2 separate regions of the Danio rerio genome follow, and region 2 is linked to region 1. A link is a contact called in public Micro-C data. All regions are on one chromosome and are shown on one strand. Each heading gives the region's core, a stretch centred on a gene start, on an enhancer-like site or on the middle of the called end of the contact. The rest is flanking DNA. Distances are from core to core; before and after follow the strand shown.

Region 1 (4,182 bases), core at 811-3,310:
CCATTAGTTCATCTTACGGTACTATACCAGCTGAAGTATCACGATACCAAGTAGTATTACGATACTGTAATTCATAACTCAAATTACAAAGAAAATAGTTGGAAACACTAAATTTTACATGTTATAATAGGCCTACTTAAATTTAATTCAGAATTCCCTTATTGTTGAAAAGTATTATTTGCGCTTCACCTAAAATTTGTTCATAATTTTTGTAGAAAACTGACCAACAAAAATACAAAGATTATACCAAACAAATACAAATATAAATAAATATATATATATATATATATATATATATATATATATATATATATATATATATGTATAAAAAGCATTTTTCCAACAAAATTAGGCTATACGAGGTGGTCAAAAGTTTTTCAATGTTTCTTGTTGCTATTCTGGGGTTTTCATCTATTTTTTCCCCACTTTTATCAGATAAAGTAATTCAAAATTTCATGTGGTTTATTTTCAAGAACAGAAATGAACTGATTTAGGTGTGCGTTTAAAACGTCTGAAAACGTGTAACCTTAATGGGCTCTACGGACTTAAAATGGTGAGCATTTTAGTGAGTTTTCCACATGCAACATGTATTGTAGATAGACCGTTAATGACGATACTAGCGTTTACAAACTACAATGGCACCGCCATTATTTTGGAGCGATAGTATCGTGATACTTCCACAGTACCGGTAAACCGTGCAACCCTAAAATTGACTTTGGAAAAAAAGTTGTAAAACCAGAGGGTTAATTTAAAGGCCTAAACATTTAAAACAGCATGTTTTAGGGAGTGAATGCGTTGTGTGCTATTGCTGCTAACAGCAGAATCCCCCAGTGCTCTCCCTCCCTCCTCGCAGCCAGTGAACAGGCCACTATCAACCCAAGAGTCTCTTGCCGTTCACTCCACACGACTCCAGCAGGCCTCCATGGCTGAATCTTGACGTTCCTCGGGTTCCCCGTCGAAGAGGAGCTCATTAAAGTCCAAAAATAACGCAAGGCGATCAAAAAATGTCCATGGCTGGTCGGCATCTGAAGCCTCTTTGGAGCGTCCATTTTGAAGCCACGCCATTTTGACGCGCTTATATAAATAAAGCCCTCACTAAGCTCAGATTAATTATTAGAAGAGGAGAATCTTCACTTTCATCGCATTTCACCTTCAGTGGAGGACAAAGATGTGGGAAAAAGTCTGTTAATCCTCTTTGGCTCCGACATTACGCAACTATCTTTCTGCTTTCAAGGATATTCGACCATGAAAACCCCTCCCAAACAAAAGCCAGACTCCAGCGAGGACCAAAAGTGGTTGAAAAGCACAAAAACACATACAGGTTGAGAGGATCTTCTCAACAGCCAAAGTAGACCACGTGAAGAGACGAGAGCGTTGGATGGTGTCGAAAACAAAGAAAGCGTAAGGTTACGCTGAATGGGAGCATCTCCAAAATGGCGTCGCGGGACCGGAGATCCACAAAGCCGCCCGGGGATGTTTGGAGATCATGGCGAGACAATGGGCTTAGGGAGAGAACAGATTAAGCACAATATATATCTACCGAGCTTGCCCGATCTACACTCCCGGAGGAGAGCTCCAGGGGCATGAACAGCGAGCTAGCCGCCATGTTTGCTGGCAGCCTAGAAAGACAAAAAACGGGACTTCACCCAGGCATGTGGATGCGCCCATGATTTTCTCCGCTTTCTCCTACCCTGCTGTACGGTGTCGGTCTGCTTCTTCCGCGGCTCAGGTTCTGGCGGTTCCTCATGGGGCCCGAACCCCCGCCGCGGCCTCCAAATCCTCCGCCTGTATTTCCGAGCCGTCCGCTGGCGCCGCCACCTCCTCCGCGGCCGCCGCCGGTTGTGGCTCCGCGCCCCCCGCGGCCTCCTCTCCCTCCGCGGCCGCCTCCACCCCCGCGCTGTCTGTTTTGCTTGATGATGTCGTCTAAGGACATATCCATCTTGTCTGCCATTGTCTGGCCTTTGTTAACGCTAAACACTGCAGTTAGCTAAAACACTAAATCAGCACGGATGAAGTACTACACTGTCCCTGCACTACCGCTCACTCGCACGAGAGGAAACAACGCAGTGCCGCCGGAGCCAAGTTTATAGCGGCAAGCTGATGACGTAGGTTTGGAGAGTCGACAACTTCCGGTTGAAATGACCGAAATGAGCGAAGTTATAATTTTTTTTTAATTATATATGCTGAAGATTTTACAATCGAAAGCATATCAAATATTACAATCAAGTTATTCACATTATGGAAGAGAAATAAGATATGTAAATAAAATTCAACTACAAAGAAATGAAAACGAGAGAGGGTTTAGTTTTTGAAGTATATGTATGTATGGAGTGCAGTTTTGGTTGCTTTTCGATTTAAAAGTCCTTTAAGAGTTTCAAAAAACTTTTTTAAACCAGCCTTCAAATTAGAGATATTGGGCAGTGAAGTAAATTTTTGCATATGTTCTTTCTAAAATGGTATATTTAGGTTGTCTCATGTTTACATGGACATTATCTCCTATTAACCTTCTTTATTCAAAATTCAAACATGCTAGCTAGCGGTAAGCTAAAACTAAAGATTCGATGAATGGGAACAGCCCTTGTTAAAGGGATAGTTCACTCAAAATTAAAATTGTCATCATTGAGTCCTTTCCCAGAGATGGGTCGCGGCTGGAAGGGCATCCGCTGCGTGCTGGATAAGTTGGCGGTTCATTCTGCTGCGGCGACCCTGGATTAATAAAGGGACTAAGCTGACAAAAAAATGAATGAATGAATCATTGAGTCTTCTCCACTTGATTCAACGTTTTCTTTGAGTTTTTGTTTGAACACAAAAGATATTTTGAGGAAAGCTGGAAATCTACTATGGATGTCGATGGTTACAGGTTTTCAGCTTTCTTTAAACTATCATTATGTTCAACAGAAGAAACTCATGAATGTTAATAACCAATCAGTATGAGGGACTGCTGATGTATTGTTGCAAAACAAACAAACAAACAAACAAAAACAAGAATATTTCAATAACATTTAATCAAAGCAGTTAATCGATGCTGAAAACATTGTAATGGTAGCTCTCAGTCCTTACCTAAACCTGAATGAAACTCTATGGAAGGGACTGAAGAAAAGATTATTAAGATCACAGTGTGAGGGACTATTAATGTCCTGTGGCAAACAAACCAAATAATGAACACAAGAATATTAAAATAACATAAATCGAAGCAGTTCATCCAAGATGAAATCATTAAAATAGCAGCCCACAGCCCTGACCTAAACCTGAATGAAACTCTGTGGTCGAGAATTAAGAAAACATCACCAAGATCACAGTGTGAGGGACTAGTGATATCCTGTGGCAAAACAAACAAACAAACAAAGAAACAAAAACAAGAATATCTAAATTACATTTAATGGAGGCAGTTCATTGCAGCTGAAAACATTAAAATGGCTGCACACAGCCCTGACCTAAACCTGAATAAAACTGTGGAAGAGACTGAAGAAAAGATTATCAAGATCGCAGTGTGAGGGACTAGTGATATCCTTTGGCAAAACAAACAAACAAAAGAACATAAACAAGAATATTTTAATTACATTTAATGAAAGCAGTTCATCGAAGCTGAAAACATTAAAATGGCTGCCCACAGCCCTGACCTAAACCTGCATATTGTCTGCATATTTTAAATAGGTACCCACCATGTACAAATTTATGAAAAGACATGTAGCATAAGTATAATGTTTAATAAGAGCTTCTGAGAAAGATTTACGTCTTGTGGAGTGGTATTATCTACGGGCTTCCTTCTAGTGGTACGTGGAGGAATCAAATATGTCATATGTACATGCTACATATATTTCAAAATATATCCAAAAGGGTTTTTTATTTAAATATATGATGACATATAGCCTATATTTCTGAGATCCAGACAACATTTCCAGGTGTTCTTTACCTTTAAGTACAGGATTTAAAACAAAAACAAATTAAGAACAGTAACCTACTATTTTTAACTTTTAAACGAACATTTTGATTTAAATGCTGAAGTTTTTTAGTTTTTTTTTTCTTTTTTACAAATAAGCCCAGTACAGTGTTAATGTTCAGACTATTGTGAACATTGTGACTGACAATAATAAATATTCTTAATAGTAGGAATTAATCTGCCACATTTTTGAACTGTGCAAACCTGTAGCTGCTTTACTGGGCCAACTATGCTACTGTACT
Region 2 (4,501 bases), core at 34-2,533, 130 kb before region 1:
GCGCCTCCTACAGTCAGAGGGCGGAGTTACATCTTCATTTAGATCGTCTTTTTAAAGTCTTTTAGTACATGTTTTATTGTGTGATATAAACAGTATAGTTCTTTATAGTTTGTTCTTGGAGTGAATAACAAGATTATAATAAATTAACTTAGCCTATTAATAATAAAACCAGAGCTTCTAACAATAAGTCTGTATAATTTATGGAATCAATAGACTCACTAGAAATTGTCATCATCGAGCTTTCAGATAAAATGTCTGGCTAATTATTAAATGTATTATGTAAATATTGACTTTTTCAACCCATGATTTCTCTTTAAAATGGTGTCTGATGAAATGTGAGGTGTAGTGTTTTGTAATAGCTTTGTTTTTAACAGTTTTTATTAATCTAAAATCTAGCTAGCATCGTTACCCTGCTAGAAAATCCAGCTTAAACCAGCCTAGGCTGGTTGGCTGGTTTTAGCTGGTCGACCAGGATGGTTTAAGAGGGGTTTTGGCCACTTCCAGGCTGGTTTCCAGCCATTTCCAGCCTGGTTTTAGCTGGTCAGGCTGGAAAATAACCAGCTACATCCAGGTAAAACCAGCTTGACCAACCTGTTTTAAGCTGGACATAGCTGGTTTTGGCTGGGCTCCCAGCCTGGCTAGGCTGGTCAAGCTGGATTTAGCTGGTCATTTTCCAGCCTGACAAGCTAAGACCAGGCTGGAAAATGCTGGAAACCAGCCTGGAAGTGGCCAAAACCCCTCTTAAACCAGCCTGGTTGACCAGCTAAAACCAGCCAACCAGCCTAGGCTGGTTTAAGCTGGATTTTTCAGCAGGGTAAAGCTACAGTTTAGGCTAACAAAACACTTGGTGCTGTGAATTTTTCATCACTGCGCTAATAATGTTGAAAATCATGATCGTTTTAGTCACTATAATCGTAATATAAAATTACCATGCCGTTATCACCTCCAGTTTATGTTGATTTGTTGCCTTTTTCCACATAAACACACAAACACGCTTGCATGAACACACAAACACATGCACACACTCTCACACACACTCAAACATGAACTCTCACAGGCACACACACACACACACACACACACACACACACACACACACACACATAGAGAGAAACAGATGTTAAAGCTCTCTTACCTCAACTCCTCTTACTTGTGTGCATATGTGTGTTTCAGCTCTGTCCCGTCAGGCAGTTGTTGTTGAAGTGGTGTTTGTGTGTGTCATGCTGTGTGTGTTTGTCCTCCGCTGTTTGACTTTACCAGTATAGCGACTCTATGATAACTGAACTGTGCACTTTTACTTCTCTCTCTCTCTCTCTCTTTTTCTCTCCCTGTGTGTTTACCGTGTTGGTCTCCTCCCTCTTTTCTTTCAGCTCTGTCTTTTCTCCTCCCCTCAATTCACAGTGGAGACAGATTTTTTTTTATCCTCCTTTGTCTTAATGGGACCTCTGAAAAAGACTGTTTTGTGTTAGAAGAGAGCAATTATACTGTGTGTGTGTGTGTGTGTGTGTGTGTGTGTGTGTGTGTGTGTGTGTGTGTGTGTGTGTGTGTGTGTGTGTGTGTGTGTGTGTGTGTGTGTGTGTGTGGGGTGTGACTGTGAGATAGAAATTGTTTGTGTGTGTGTGAGTGAGTGAGTGAGTGAGAGAATTTGCATTTGAATGATATGCATTATTGAAATCAACAAAACAAAAACAAAGTTATTTTTAATTTCTTTACAAATACACAGTAAGTAAATACATTCTTCTTTACATTTACATACTATAAAATACTTATTTACTGCAATAAACAGTTCAAAGAATAACATCTCCTCCCATAATGAGCATTTCCATTAGAGAGAGAGAGTGAGAAAACTGTATATTCACAAAAATTAAAACAATAGTTTGCATATGAAACCTGTTTTATGACTAGAGATTTTGCTCCATATTGACATGATAGCTTCACACATGCTGTGGTTTTGTCAGCTGCACATCCATGATGCCAATCTCCCATTACACCACATCCCAAAGCTGCTCTATTGGATTGAGATCTGGTGACTGTGGAGGCCATTTGAGTACAGTGAACTCATCGTCATGTTCAAGAAACCAGTCTGAGAGGATTCAGCTTTATGACTTGGTGTGTATCCTGCTGGAAGTAGCCATCAGAAGATGGAGACACTGTGCTCATAAAGGGATGGACATGGTCAGCTGCAATACTCGGGTAGGCTGTGGCGTTGATGCTCAATTGGTACTAATGAGCCCAAAGTGTGCCAGGAAAATCCCCACACACCATTACACCTCCACCACCAGCCTGAACCACTGATACAAGGCAGGATGGCTCCATGCTTTCATGTTGTTGAGGCCAAACTCTGCCCCGACCATCCGAATGTGTGAGCAGAAATGGAGACTCATCAGAGCAGCAACGTTTCTCCAATCTTCTATTGTCCAGTTTTGGTGAGCCTGTGTGAATTGTAGCCTCAGTTTCCTGTTCTTAGCTGACAGGAGCGGCACCCGGTGTGCTCTTCTGCTGCTGTAGCCCATCCGCCTCAAGGTTAGACGTGTTGTGTGTTCAGAGATGCTCTTCTGCAGAGCTCGGTTGTATCGAGTGCTTATTTGAGTTACTGTTGCCTTTCTATCAGCTGGAACCAGTCTGGCCATTCTCCTCTGACATCAACAAGTCATTTGCGCCCACAGAACTGCCGCTCACTCGATATTTCCTCTTATTCAGACCATTCTCTGTAAACCCTAAAGATGGTTGTTTGTGAAAATCTCTTTAAATCAGCAGTTTTTGAAATACTCAGAGCAGCTCTTTTGGCACCAGTCTATGATTGTAGCCTTTAAAATGGCTTTAAGACGGTTTAGTTTTTATGGTAAAGTGTGGCTCAAAAATGCTGAGTGTATTTATAGTGCTCTTTCTGCCAAACAGAACAAACTTTCACACTTAATAAGTGTGAACAGGCTGTTTGAAAGCATGACACTTTTCCTTTTTTTCTGCATTTGTTCAGTATTTTTTTTATAGTTAATGTTTCAGCATTTGTTTACCTCAAAGTTCCTGGTTTTGTGAAGACATCCAGTGTTTACTTTGAGAAAAAAAGAAACTTTGCTCTGTTGTAGCCTCAAGAGCACATCAGTAAGTGTGTTTGGATGATCAGGAATACGGCTCTGGTTGGACTCTGGTTGTGGGCGTCAGTGTTGGCACACAGAGGGTCTTTGTGTGTCAGGCCATGTAAATGTATTTTGGGGGGATTTCTGCCTCTCTCCCTCTGCCATACCAGCTATTTCAGACTCTGAAACCTGAAACCCAGTGGTCTGTGAAGTGAGAAGCACACAGGTCTATTTTAAACTTCACACTGCATGTGTGTGTGCACTAATATTTACTGAGAAACACCTTCTGTTCTTCATCGAAAGCGAACTTCACCAGAAAACAAATGAACGAATGAGTTATAATTGACTCACTTTACCAACTGAGTTTCTCACAGGTTTCTCACTCTTACAATGAAGTCATATAGTGACCAGCAGAAGTGTTCCTCAACTTAAAACCAGGTGTAGAGTCTAGAATTCAGATACAGCATTGCATTAATCAAATGTGAACTAAGGGTGTACTTACACTAGGCCAAGGGTCACCAACCCTGTTCCTGGAGAGCTGAATTTTAATTAGGATGTCCTGCTTAGGATGCCCCAAATCCTAATTAGTCAGAATAGGGCATAGGTCTCGAACATAATTTCTGGAGGGCCAAAGCTCTGCACAGTTTTGCTCCAACCCTGATCAAACACACCTGATCCAACTAATCAAGGTGTTCAAGACTACCTGGAACACCTCGATTAGTTTGATCAGGTGTGTTTAATTAGGGTTGGAGCAAAACTGTGCAGAGCTGCGGCCCTTCAGGAATTGTGCTCGAGACTATGCCCTATTCTGACTAGTTAGGATTTGGAGCATGGTTCTGATAGCCTAGTGCAGGGGTCACGAACCCTGCTCCTGTAGAACTGCCTTCCTGCAGAATTCGGCTCCAACCCTGATTACACCTCAACCAATTAATGAGGACCTGAAGCAGCACTTGATAATTACAGACAGGCATGTTTGGTTAGGGTTGCAACCAGGGCCGGCGTGTCCATAGAGGCGACCTAGGCGGCCGCCTAGGGCGGCAGAATACAGAGGGTGGCGTCCCTGACACAACCCTCACCACCCGCGCCCTCAGTTATATCCGCGTCTAGGGCGGCGTCCGCGACACTACCCTCACCACCCACGCCCTCAGTATATCCGCGTCTAGGGAGGCGTCCCCGACACTACCCTCACCACCCGCGCACTCAGTTATATCCGCTTCCAGGGAGGCGTCCGCGACACTACCCTCACCACCCGCGCCCTCAGTTTTATCCACGTCTAGGGCGGCGTCCGCGACACTACCCTCACCACCCACGCCCTCAGTATATCCGCGTCTAGGGAGGCGTCCGCGACAGTACCCTCACCACCCGCACACTCCGTTATATCCGCGTCTAGGGAGGCGTCCGCATCACTACCCTCACCACCCGCG

The links. Hi-C and Micro-C count contacts between places; a contact is called where the count stands out from the background.
Region 2: a contact with region 1 is called in a Micro-C map of caudal fin, with 1.8 times the contacts expected there. The contact joins the promoter of si:ch211-110e21.3 here to the promoter of alyref in region 1. A contact is called at or near these places in 1 of 18 Hi-C or Micro-C datasets (caudal fin) and 2 of 4 datasets of contacts at active chromatin or transcription factors (embryo and gastrula embryo).

The regions. Positions count from the first base shown.
Region 1 is chr3:64,693,000-64,697,181 of GRCz12tu, reverse strand. It overlaps alyref (Aly/REF export factor), which reads right to left and starts at 2,060. Exons shown (of 6, transcript NM_001105108.1): 1 at 1,691-2,060. The coding sequence starts at 1,951.
Region 2 is chr3:64,820,050-64,824,550 of GRCz12tu, reverse strand. It overlaps si:ch211-110e21.3, which reads right to left and starts at 1,283. Exons shown (of 3, transcript NM_001302615.1): 1 at 1,136-1,283. The region is part of intron 7 of recql5 (RecQ helicase-like 5); the gene reads left to right.